Regions from separate parts of the Arachis hypogaea genome. Here region 2 is linked to region 1. A link is a contact called in public Hi-C data. All regions are on one chromosome and are shown on one strand. Each heading gives the region's core, a stretch centred on a gene start, on an enhancer-like site or on the middle of the called end of the contact. The rest is flanking DNA. Distances are from core to core; before and after follow the strand shown. Region 1 holds the start of LOC112786902 (probable boron transporter 2). Region 2 overlaps LOC112784965 (inositol-tetrakisphosphate 1-kinase 2).

Region 1 (6,913 bases), core at 2,831-5,330:
ATCTTCTTCAAAAGAGGCATGGCAGCAACACAAGCTCCAACCATCAACGACTGCAGTAGATTGCTAAGGCGTTGCTCTTTAACTTCAAATGGCAAAAGATCATCAATGTCCTTATTCACATCGAAGACAACCTCATCAACAGGAGCATCAATGTATCCTTGACTTGAAGCCAGTTGAATGGTTGATTCCTTCAGCTCCTTCAGGCCCTGATTGATGGGTGAAACAAAGGATTAAGGAGAAAGAAGATCAAAAAACTTTCAAATCAAATGGAAATACCATTAGGATTAAAATTACCAAGGTAGGTGGCATTTGAGGAACCAAAGGAGTCTGCATTTCGTCATATGCTTCTCGCATACTTTGATATAACTGACTCAGATTCACATTTCTCCGCATGCTTTTTCGTGCAGTAGATACAAGCTTATTTCGTAAAAGCTACTCCAAATGAAACAAATATCCATCATAATCAATTAGCTTAGTTATAAATAGACAAGACTTAAAGAAATCAGGCAATAACAGTTTGTCAATAACCTGATTAAGAGAAAAGAAACAAAACGATATCTAAGAGAATTAAAATTATTCGACTGTAATTTTGAACAAAATCCAAGAAAACCTGTAAGACAGTCAGGTTATGATTAATGATTGAGATATGTTCAAAGTTATTATAACTGACACACCTGATGTTTTAGGGTAGCTAAGCTTTTGGTATGCATTGGAGATTGTGGAATCACACCATTTGAAGGAGGGATACCAATAAGCCCACAGAGTATGGTCTAGCAAGCAACATGAATATGAATTCATAAGGGATATATTTTGCTAGATGTAGTAGAAAGTGGGTAGCTATTCCACCACTTCTGTTGCAATTAAATTGACAGGTTTTCAAAGAGGATACATACCATAATTCCCAATATTAGCAAGTCATAGTGATAAGATGGGGGTTTTCTTAGATTGAACTCCTCCTGTTGTGCAAGCTGTGATGAAACGTTGTGATCAAAGTAGTAAAGCACAGCAATCATAGTTGCTGGTATAAATGCTCCAATAATATATAAGATCGGCACATCCAACATCTCCTACAAAAAAGTTTTAAAGAAAATTTGAGCAATGAACTATGCTTGCTTTGCAAGGGGCAAAGCAAGAATGAGGCCTTCCATATAGTGACATTACCTTGATAACAGTCCAATTTGAGTATGCACCAGGAGACCATGGATTTGGACTGAAAAGTCGCCTGGGGACTCCCCTTGGAACTTTATTAACAGGTATATAAGAAACAGAAGTCCACACAAGAACCATTATAGGGACTCCATAATCAGCTATTAATCCCCTTAGCCAACCTATTAATGTGACCACAGTTTAGAAGAATGAAATCTTGATAAAACAAGCAACTTTTGACTGGGAAGACATTTTCCAATTGAGAAAAAGGAAAATAGGCCTCAAAGTACTTGATGACATGAAAGTAGTTTATCGAAATCATGTCAAATTTGCACTCTATGCTGAAATGTAAATTACTGAATTTCAGATCTCGACCTAGAAGTATAACCAATACCTGTCCCATAACGCCAGGATCTAGCCTTACGGCTCTGTAGTCCGGTAAAAAGAAGGCCAAATGACAAGACCAACGCAAACATTCCATTGCCAAACAGCCAAGAGGATTGGAGTGCAATCTGATTAGTACTACCTTCACTCTGGTTCTTAGGTACACCAAATTCTTCAACAAGTCCCTTTGAAATGGAGATCATTAACATTATTATTAAACCAAAATTTCATTTATGTGATTGTTAATGGGAGTTTCCACAAGAAAAGGGGCTCATGGTTGAACAATACTCACCTTTATGGCCTGCTGCATAAAGAGCATTGCAATTAGCAAACCAAATAGTTCACCAGCAACGCGTGTGAATCTGTTGATTATGGAGCATGCACCAAGAATGGAAAGCAAGAAAAGCAACAAGGCAGTCCAAACACACACCCTGAAAGTAAAATAAGACAAAATAAATAAATAAAGTGGAGAAAGTTATTTCACATTCATTGTAGTTAATCCTAAACTTAAAAAGAACACAACATTCAAGGAGCTCAAAAGATACCATCCAGTCCAAGGCAAGAACAATTTGTGTCCCAAATCTTTTCTATCCTTTGCAAAGTTGTACATGAATGTGTACATCAGAACTGTGGGCTCAGCTACACCTACAATGAGGAGTGGCTGACCTCCAAAGACCGAGTGGATAATGCCGCAAATAGCTGTTGATGCCAGACTATGCACTGCAGTGAGAGTTCCATCTGTAGAAAATGATAAAGCATTTCTTAGCAAACAGTGGTTGAAATACTAAAATTACAATGAACCTGAAAATTTTTCTTGTACCAGTATTTCTCTCCAGTTGCTCCCCGAAAGATATAACCGGAATTGCTGAAGCAAAAAATATGTATGTTGTTGGGGCCAGGATCCTATATAACAGTATAACACAATGTCAAGATTCATCAACAAATTTTCTTGTATAAAACTCAAGCAAAATGTTCAAAATTTTGTATGCAACAGGCATGATTTGGTTAAAAATTATGGCAGCTAGTTAGATTACCAAAAATAACAACCATCAACATTATATCACAAACCTGAAACCAGATTGGAATCCACTGGTCCAGTCTTGCTTGTAGCACAAAATTCTCGCTTTCAGGTCATTCTTAATCCCACGGAAGGGAACAAATGTTTCTTCCATGAAAGTCTTGGACTACCAAGCAATTAAAGTCTATCTTATGTTCTGGTTTATTGACTACAAAGAAGCAGCAGATGAAATTGAAAGATGCTGATTCACTTTAAGCCAGCTCTAGAGGTTAAAGAAACATTGATTAAGACCGCATGTACAAAATTTCGGATAAATCTCTGGGCAGGGAAAACAGAATCCTACATATCATCCTAAACAGGAAAGAAGGAAGAAGGTATACTCATTTTGTTTTGGTTGTTGAGAAGATTATCATCAGGCCCTTGATAAAGGGGTCAAAAATTAATGAATCCAAGCTTAAGAATTTACATATCAAATAATAATCTATGAACTTTTCCACATATATTGGTTATGTCTAACAAAAGAATGAGTCAGTAATTGAACAAAAAAACACAGTTGGAATTACATATCCAACCGAAACTTTATCAGAGATTTTGTTCTTCAATAGTCAACAAGAAGAAAAGACACTCTCCACAAAGCTTTGATTGAAGATTAGCGTTCAGCCATGGCAAAGCCTAGATCCAAGACCAACCCTTTCTCTTGATTATCCTCCATATGCTATCTAAGTTGAAGCAAAAGTGGCAGCATTCCAGTTACATATGCAATATCCGGAGAGTGTCTTAACTAACTAACTAACTAACGAAAAGCCATCATCACAGCCTGCATTTTCTTATGTTTCAGAAGCTGCTGATGAGAAGAATGAGCATGGAAAGAACACAAGAATCAAAGATTAACGAGATTCCATTATTGACAAAAAACCCATGATTGGAAATGTTTCACAACACTTTTGAGGATCTGGGCATTAACTGGAAAAGCCAAAAGGGTACCTTAATCTGAAGTCAAAATTACATTTTTCAGCAAGGAGCACTAGAAATGGGAAAGAAAGCAAAGACTTGGAGCAGACAAAAGAACAAGCAGGTAGTGTGCAGTTTACATTTAAGTTTGATTCTTGAGACACAACAAAGATTGAGACAAACCCAAAAGACCAACACAGAAGAGAGAAGAACAAACTAAATTCCAATGAAGCACAAAAACAAGGAAATGAAGACAATTAGTATTATTATATGAGTGAGATCTTTGTAAAATTGAAAGAACAGGCAAAAAAGGGTGCAATGAGAGGGATTTTTGTTTGTGTGGCAGAGATGATTGTAATGGACAATTGGGTTTAGTTATATATAAATTTCTTGAATGAGGATTGAAAGTGGTAATATGAAATATCAGAAAGAGAGAGTTGGTAGTGCTGAGGTAGTAAGCAGAAGCAGCTAAAATGAGTGTGACACAGTAAACAAATCATAAAGCAAGACATAACAGCACACACAGATAAACAAGTTGTTTTGGTAACCGTTCAGGACAATGATAGTTGCGTGTTCAAAGTTATTTTATTTTAGGCTTTCTTTTTCATTTTCCTTAACAGAAAATAGTGAAATAAGAAAAGATTTTGTGCTGTTTCATGCTGAAAGGAAAGAGAAAAAGAGAAGAAAAAAAAAGTAGGTAAATTTTCCTTTACTTTTAAAAATCCTTTAATATTATGATTTTGAGTAAATCATCCGATTCAAAAAAAAATTATTACATAATATGTTTTTAGGATTTAAATTGTGTTATAATTTTACTTTTTATATATTTAATTTAATTTTTATTTTATATAAAATCTCAATTTTTAATAATAAATAAGAATTTTATTTGAGATTTATAAACAATAATAATAAGTAAGCTAAAAATTTTAGTCGTAGTTTTTTTTTTTTTTGAATATAGGTAGCTCAACACAATAAAGTGGAGCAAAAGAAACTAAGAACAACAAAAATAAATCATAAACATAAAGAAAAGTTGTAATTCGTTGTCATCTCTAGCATTGCCATCAACAACCAAACGGATCTACTCCACACCATTCCTTATAGCTCAAGAAGGACATAATCTTAACTCCTTTAGCACTTGTTTCTACTCTCTAAAAAATTCTGCTATTCCGCTCTAATCAGATGTTCCAAATAACTGCACAGAATCCTATCAGCCATTTCTTTTGCTTAGACTTCCCACCTGTTACTCCAGTCCAACTCTCAAAGAACTCTTTAGGGGTTTCCGGGGTGGTCCAAGCTCTATCAGTGAACGTCAATCATGCACACCACACCTGCCATGTAAACTCACAAGCAAAAAATAAATGATGTACAAATTCTATGTCCTTTTTACACCACACATATAGTCGTAGGTATTATAATCAACTTAAATTAGACAAATAATTAGTTTTTTTATCTGATTAAATAAGTATTAAAATTTAAATTTTATTTTATATATACAATAATTTATTTTATTAATCTGAAGATCCGTAAAAAAAAAAAAAAAAAAAAAAAAACTTGTATGCATTATGAACCTTATTATATAGCTAGGGATTTATTAAATCAACTTGAGTTATATGACTCTTTTTTTCCAACACTTTTTTTTTATTACCCTTCTAAAAACTTGAACTTGAGACCACGAATAAGAAATTTAGTAAGGCCTTATAACGATATTAAATTAATAATTTGAGTCCTAAATATGAAGCAACATATTAATTTATATTTTAAAATATTTTTTATTTTTAGTTATTATTTTTGTCTAAAAAATATATTTGGAGAGATCAGACATTAGTTAAGTTCCTATAAAAAACTACATGTAAAATTATTTTAATCCCTTGCTTTAACGTATATGTGATGTCTATTTTTTTTTATACTGTATATGTGATGTCTATGTGATCCCTCATTTTATTACTCCATCAATTAATTCTATAAGGTAGTGTTTGGTGGAGAGATAGAGATAGAAAGATTGAGACTGAGAGAAAGACTAAGAGACAGAGATTGAAATAAATTTTAGTATTTTATTTAGTATAAAGTGGGAGACAGAAATTGAAACAAGAATAAAACTCTAATTTAATTTGTACAAAGGGTAAAATTGGAATTAATTAATTGAAATAGGGATATTTTAGGTATAAAATGTTATTAAAGTTTCAGTCTCCATTTCTAAAAATTTTAGTCCTCTGTGTTCCTACTTTTTGGAGGTACTGAAATACTGAAATTTTAAGGATAGAGACAAAAATTTTAGTACCAATCTCTGAACGAACAAACATGATACTGAATCTCAGTCTTTCAGTCTCTGTTTCAATACCTCAAAACAAATGCTACCTAATAGTAGCCATTTAGAAGAGCGAATACATTCGTTTATAACTCAATTTGCTTAATTTCTTTACTAAAATTAAATCTAGATATATTAAATTTTCAAATTGGCAATCACTTTTAAATGAAAAAAGTACTTAATATTTATAGTGCTGATAATGAGTAGGGTATGATAGGATTTAAACTATATTATAATTCTATTCACTGATTGAAAATTTTTTTTAAATTTTATTCTACTTTATTTGCGCGTTGAGAATCTCTAAACCCTAACTCTACCCCCCACCCTAAGATTCTAAATGAGTTAAGCCTCAAAATAGTTCCTGAACTTGCACTTGAGCCTCAAAATGATCCCTAAAATTAATAGTTCCTCAAATTCGTCCCCGAAATTGTACTCCGGGACTCATAGTAGTCCCGGAATCATTTTTCGTTCATCGGAACCTTAAAACGACGTCGTTTTGAATATAAAAAAAAAAAAGAAAAAAAAGCGTATCGTAGACCCCTAATTAAAAAAAAAAAAAGGGTGTAGCGTAGAACCAACCCCCCTCCCAATTTCCAATCTGTTCCATCCCCATCCCCATCCCCAACCTTCCCCTTCCCCTTCCTCTTCCCCATCCCCTTCCCCTTCCCCTTCCCCTTCTCCTTCCATTTCCTCTTCTAATTAAACAGGTATGCAACTAGCTTCATTTCAAAGCACCCAACTCGTTTGTCTCAGATCGAAAAATCCTTTCAAAATTTTTTACTATAAACGACCACCACCGCAAACAAAAAAAATGGCAAAGTTAACAACAAAATCTCTGAAATCAATAAAATCCCAAACACTGCTCTTTCCACTCTCATCATTCCTTTTACACTCTGTCTGCCGCTCAACTTCCGCCGCGCAGCACCAACAACCACCCACCTCTGATTTTTTTCTCCTCTTCTACCTTCACCTTCTCATCTAGCGGTGACAACAACAACAACCAGAGCATATATGTGAAAGGAGAAAGAGAAGGTTGGAGGAAGCAGAAGGGAAAGGGAAAGGTAAACGTTGAAAACGCAGAAGAAGAAGAGGAAGGAAAAGGGGAAGGT
Region 2 (6,913 bases), core at 1,141-3,640, 88 kb after region 1:
TATAAATTAGTAATTATCAGTTTTTTAGATAAAAAATAAAAATAATTTTAGACATGAGAAATTCATTATGCTGCTGAAGCAAGATTCATCGAGCACCTTGCGTGCATAACAAACTTCTCCAATATTTAAACTCCCATTAATAATTTTGGTCATAAGAAATCTCGTTATGCTGCTGAAATGAGGATCAATGTTAACACAAGGTTCTTCATAGAAAAGTGCTAGTGAAGAAAAAAAATGTTTGAGAAAATTGAGGAAAAACAAGCATTTGGACAATAACATACTATAATTGCTGAAATTGAGACTCTATAGCCAACATGTTCTTTGTTATTGGTTACCAGCATGGCGACGATGGAGATGACAGAGGAGAAAAAAATATGGAGCAAAAAATACAGAGAGAATAAGAGAATAATAAGATAATTTTGTATTTTTAAGTTTTATTTGTTAGTCATTTTTGAGTATAATATCTATTTGGTTCTTTTTAATAATTTTGATATGATTGATTTTTTTTATTGATTAAAGTCTCTTAATGATACTTGACACTAATTTTTTCATATAAATATACATTGTTTAATTTATTTTCAATGTATATTTTATACAAATAATTAATTTTAATATATACATAGCACGCAATTATAAAAATATATACCTATCGTAGAGTTTTTTCTTTTCTTTTTTGGTGTTCACCTATCAATCTATCATAGAGATAGAGTTATATGCGTGAGTGCTTTAATTCTTTGAAGTGAAATGGACTGAAAATCCGAAAGAGTGCGTAGTGAACCTTCAAACGGAAATACCGTAAGTAAACAAACATATAGGTATGTAGCATATATAATTCATGAAGCCATCAACCCTAAGATTCACCATTTTAGTTATAGAATTCTTACTAAATTAACGAATAAAAGAATATTTAAGTCTTCATTGTTCACGGGAATGGTTGCTTAAAAAAACTATAGCTATATATAATAGTTATATATTTTATGATGAATTATGATCACATATAAATCAATGAAAAAGGTGATATTGGTCAAATATTTTAAAAAGCGGCCAACAGTTGGGACGATATATAGTATTCATAAGATTTATTTCCTTCATTAACAAATCTTTTAAAAGATCAATTTTGATACAATATTAGTATTTTATATTGGCATTCAACTATACATAAGACTTTTTTTTTTTAATAGATACATAAGACTTTGAGATAGTAGAATATTAAAATGAAAAATTTTTGTTAATTAGTGTGAGAAGATGTATTAGATATGAGTAATGCTAGGGAGCCAATGGCCTAATTGTACAATGTGTACAATGGGCTAAATCTTTGGTCTATGAATAAAATGAACATCACCTATACTATACAGAATAACCATCCGGATACCAGGATAATAAACATCTCATGATTTTTCGGATCTAGAACTCTAATACAATGTCATGAAACCACTCATCTCAAAAGCGTAACCTGACAGGATAATGTAACACTAATAATCATATCTCTAATATTTCCTAAACCTCCATTGTACATATTGTACATTTAGGCCTTTGGCTCCCTGTACTTTCTCATTAGATATATGTCTAGTGTCATTTGGGAATAATTTCTCAGTTTACTCTGTTTTTTTTTTTAAAAAAAAAACATTACAAGCCGGGTTATGTTAAACATAAAATTTTGAGATAATCCCAAGTGCAAATACATTATTTTTAAACCACGCCCACATTTCAGTTTTTTTTTTTTTTCTAAATAATACACTTAAGACTCCCAGCATTTCTAAAGATTTTTTATTTTATCCCTCCATAAAAGTTTTTGACAATTAATTGTTCGTCAAAATTTATTTTTTTAATTTTATCCTTTTGTTTCTCATATTACAAACCCCTCTCTCTTCCTCCAACCCGCTATTGCCGCCTCCACAAATATTTTTGGACTGCAAACACTTGTTTTAAAAAAGAAATATTAAGTTCTCCTAAGTGAGTAGTTGGATAAGGTGAAAAAATAATTATCTAATTAAGTTTGAATCAAGGTGTTGAAACTTATTGCATTTAAAGTTATAAATTAATTAACTCTTCACTTTTTCTTTTCAAGGTATCTCCTATTCTAGTAAAGTAAAAACTAATTCATTATGGATCTGAATTTTATTTAAAGATCTGTTATTGGCCAATAAATTATTGCATATATACAATGCATGATTTGAAAATTTCTAACACTTTTTTAAATAAACGAGTGAACTGACCAAGTTAGTTAACTTCTCACTTTGTTTTTTTAGGTAATTTCTTGTTTTTTTAAGTAATAAATCCTAAACCCTAAACTTCTCTCTTTGTTATTTTACCAAATATGATTTTTGGACACAGCTTTAACAAGGCCGAAGCCCAGCCCAAGCCAGTTTCTAACTTTTATTTTGGTTTTTGGTCAGGACTTTTACTATGATTTCCAAATAGCAAATAATGACACTTCTTGGCCCAATAGAGGTCCAATAAACATTACCTATTTTATTTTTTTTGTCATGACCATTACCTCTTTCAATTGGTAAATTTATCCTATTTAAGCTCAAAAAATTCAGACTACGCTTTGTAATTGTCCAAAAATTTCATCCGGAATAAAAAGAAGAAAACAACCAAAAAAAAAAAAAAAAAAGAAGAAAAAAGAAGCATCTGTTGTCTACCCGCCACGTAAACAGAGAACAACCGCCTTAAAGGGAACCTATTTATTCCCTTCACCTCTCTTTCTGTCTTTTTGAATTTCTATTTCCAAACTGATTAACTGACGACAAACACAAAAAAGTCAAAAAAAAGATGCTGAGGCTCGCAGCAAAGAGACTTACCGGTGGAACGGCGTCGTTAGAGGCGGCGTCTCCGGCTGCTGCTACTTCAGTGGCACGGCGGTTTTACCACGAGAGGGTGGTGGACCATTATAACAACCCACGCAACGTCGGTTCCTTCGACAAGGACGACACCGGCATCGGCACCGGCCTTGTAGGTGCACCAGCTTGTGGTGATGTCATGAAGCTTCAGATCAAGGTTGATGAGGAAACCGGCAAGATCGTTGATGCTCGCTTCAAAACCTTCGGTTGTGGATCCGCCATCGCTTCTTCCTCTCTAGGTTAGTTTTCTTTTTCGTTCATATTCATGATCGATTGAACTTTTGTTGAACTAGTTTGTTGCGAATATGCGAGCTTAGATATAATTATTTTGGTTTTAAAATTTAAACTTGTGATTATTTTTGTTATTTAGAAGAGTACGAAAGGAATATTGGAGTTACAAAGGCAAAAAAGAGAGAGGAAGGGAAACCCTAGGGTTCGTGAATTTTGATATGTGGAGTGATGGTTGTGATCTTTTATGATGTAGATGAATATTACGTAGCTTCTGGAGTGAAAAATAATTGAATAAATAATAATAAAAAAGGGAAAAGATTGGGAGATTACTGGCGATGGTTCTGTTCTGCTCTGTTCTTAGTTTCTGTTTCTCTCTCTCTTTTTTTTGCAGCTACTGAATGGGTTAAGGGAAAGCAAATGGAAGAAGTCTTATCCATTAAAAACAGGTAAATATCTTATCTTAATTGCACTTGCCTTGGCTTGTGTATTTGGTGAAGTTTGTGCCAGTTAATTTAATCCTAATACGAGAAATGAATACCTACGTAATTGTGGCATGTTTATGAAATTATCATTCACAAATAGTAGTAGTAGTATTATATATATATATATATATATATATATATATATATATATATATATATATATATATATGAGAGTAAAATGAAGTATTATGTTCATCATCGAGACTTTTTTTAGTCTCTTCATTTTTGTTGAAGGGGTATGTTATTCCAAAGTATGAAGAAAGTTATTGGTCATGGCAAATTTATGTGGTTTTGGTCCCGTATGATAAACATTTTTTTCTGAAAATTGGTATAATAGCAAGATAAATTCCATAGAAAATGAGTTTTTGCTTGTTTAATGCTGAAGACAACATTGGTCAAATGCATCATAATATTTTTTGGTGGTTTGATGGTTGAATTGCTAGCTTCAGAAGAGGATCCTTGGTGAGTCTAATGGCTGCGTAAGAATATGTGCATCTTTTGCTGATTAGTGTTTTGAACCTTTTGGTCTGATGGATAATTTACCATCTTCAGGAGATTAGTTCTGATTTTTAACATGGTCATGCTTTCATGATTGTTAGTTTGGGATTGTGGTTTGGAGTCTTTTGACCCGACTTATGGTTATTGTCTACAGTGAAATTGCAAAGCATCTTTCACTTCCACCAGTCAAGCTTCACTGCAGCATGCTTGCGGAGGATGCCATAAAAGCAGCTGTTAAAGATTATGAATCAAGGCGTGCTTCCGCAAATGGTAGCGGAAAGGCCTCAACTTGAGATAAATCTGCTAGTTTCTCTGTTTCTTCATTGTCTAGACTCTAGAATTATGAATGATGATGGAATCCATCATTAGTGTGATTTCTTGATGGTATCAAATCAATGAGTTACTTGTACAAGAAGATAGGAGATAATCTTGGTTAGAGCTAGCCACAGCTAGATTGTATTATATTTATAAGAAATAACGCCAAGGTAAATACCTCTGTTGATGGGTATGTATGTTATCTGCATGGTTTGTACGCAATAGAATAAAGTGGATACTCTAATAAAGACTATAATTATCTTAATGTGAATATTTTTTTGACCTTCAGATGATGGATTGTAGGATTAAATTTTAATGTTATAAAAGTGTTATGTTTATTTAAAGTGTTGTTAAATAAATAAGTAATATTTTTAAACAAAATTGTTTTATGAAAATTGTTTTTGGCATCTTCGTTTAAGTAGGTATTATAAAATAAAGTAGAGCTACACAGTAATTACAGCATAGCACCACATTTTGACACTTTCCGGTTATACTGTTTTCCTCTCTTAAAGAAAAAAAGAAGGGAAAAAAAATGCTGAGCGGTGTGTGTATGAAAAATGCAGTATGCTTACAAGAAAATAGAGCAAGATTACTATCAAATGAGACTGAACAAGACAACTAGTTTTGGTTAAAATAATTTCTAATATCTTATTAAATGGGATTATAATTCAACCAAAAAAAAATGTCGCGTTGGCAATTGCCCTGTTCAATCATCTCTTTAGTTCAATAACTTATTCGTTATATACAAATATAACTAGACAAGAAAGGCATGTGATGCTAATGAGTTATAATTCAAATGGTTTAGGTCTAGTTTGAAAAAATAATTAAATTACTTTTAAAAAATAACTTAAACAATAAATGATTATATTAAAAGTAACTTATAAATAAGTTATTTTGTATTTGAGTTTTTAATTTTAAAAGTACATATTTTATAGAAATGTGATAAAAAGTAGTGGCATTATGAGAGAAGTCATTTTTTTTAACTTCTCTATAAGCTTCTAAATAGTTTTTTAGAAAGCTGCAATTTGGTTTTAAAAATTGTACTAGACATTAATACTACTACTTTTCATAAGTCAAAAGCTCAAAAAAATTACTTTAGAAACTTCCCAAACGGTCCTTAATCTCCCTATACTCACTTAAGAGATTGCGAGTTCGAATCTTTCTTACTAAAAAAATAATTATATGCTTCCGGAAAAAGGTGCATCCCAAAGTGGGGAATTCATTTCAACGGTTGCTATTTTGCGAGCATAAATCTCTGCACTTACGATGATGTTTTTGTCTCTCATATGTCTAGAACATAGTCACCTAAACAAGGGTCAATTAACAATTATTCTTGAAAAAGACATCAATTATGACAAAGACAAACCAAAAAAATCTGAAACGCCAAAAGAAAGTTCCAAAACTAAGCAACGCTAGAAACACAAGACAACACAAAAGAAGCTACAGCGTTTAACCATCAAGGTATGGTCCACACGGTCTGTAAAAGCAAAAGTAGAAGACCACAACAACATTCATTCCTTCATTCACTTCCTAATTCTTCTCACACACACACAACCGCAGCCTTATTACGCACACAATCCAACAAGAAATCAGTGATAAAGGACTCATAACATGGCAGCTTTGCATAACCAGGAAAATAGTTGATATCAATTACAAGGTACCTCGTGCAATCCTTGGCATCTCTAATCACATCAATATTGAACAGGTTAAGCCCTGTTCTTTCCCTCAAAGCTCTTGCCAACTCCTTTATCAAACTCTCTTCTGGCATTTCAGCTCTCTCAATATTGCTCAAATGATTAGCACCATCCCCTACTTTAATACAAAAGAATACACATATCAGCATTGTATTGTTAGAAATATAATCATTCTTATCTTTTTATCTAATCGTTCGATTTCTTCGGATAAGTCGTTTTATAACCAAAAATCTTGTCAAATCTATAGTTGTGTTTATGAAAAATAAAAAATTGATATTTGTTAAATAACGTAACATATTTGATTAAATTATTATTTAACGATTTTCAACCGTAAACTTTAAGTCACTGCAAGAAACAAATACGTCAATTATTACCATTGTTATCTTGAATGGTGAAGTTTGATATCTGAGAGAATTTGAGGGTACCCGCCTTGGCCTTATCTTCTGGTATGTTAGGCAAGGACGTTCTCTTAACGCACCTTACATGTTCCCCAGCAACATAAACCTTGAACACAACGCCGCCATGGTTCACGAACTCTTGAAGCACCACCGGGGTGGCGGCGCCGCCGGCGGCGTTCTTGTTCAACGTTTCTCGGAGCCCTTGGGCGTCGAAAACCAAGCAAAGCTCGTGAGATTTCATGGTTCCATCAGCATACAATGGCTTTGCAATAACTGGGAACCTCAAATTCGAACCCATTACCATTTCCTCCACTGAGTTCTTAGTTTTCTTCTCATCATCAACGACCACTTGGTACGGAACACCAACGGTGGCGTTTTGGAGCGAAAGTGGCAACTGGGACGCGGAATCAAGCATTGAAACGCGGTTTTGGAGTTTTTGAACGAGGTGTGGG

What was found. Hi-C and Micro-C count contacts between places; a contact is called where the count stands out from the background.
Region 2: a Hi-C map of an unstated tissue shows a contact between it and region 1, with 4 times the contacts expected there. The contact joins the enhancer-like site here to the promoter of LOC112786902 in region 1. A contact is called at or near these places in 3 of 8 Hi-C or Micro-C datasets (leaf and an unstated tissue).

The regions. Positions count from the first base shown.
Region 1 is chr20:130,328,664-130,335,576 of arahy.Tifrunner.gnm2.J5K5, forward strand. It overlaps LOC112786902 (probable boron transporter 2), which reads right to left and starts at 4,081. Exons shown (of 12, transcript XM_025830282.3): 1 at 2,599-4,081; 2 at 2,351-2,433; 3 at 2,076-2,268; 4 at 1,823-1,961; 5 at 1,541-1,715; 6 at 1,162-1,328; 7 at 894-1,067; 8 at 675-770; 9 at 295-432; 10 at 1-206. The coding sequence starts at 2,702.
Region 2 is chr20:130,418,026-130,424,938 of arahy.Tifrunner.gnm2.J5K5, forward strand. LOC112784965 (inositol-tetrakisphosphate 1-kinase 2) reads right to left here. Exons shown (of 2, transcript XM_025828353.3): 1 at 6,438-6,913; 2 at 5,657-6,181. The coding sequence ends at 5,910. Among protein-coding and RNA genes, the nearest start is that of LOC112784965, 3.8 kb to the right of the region's middle. Within about 2 kb of position 2,391, at least 3 of the 3 cell types and tissues checked have open chromatin away from gene starts, as enhancers often do.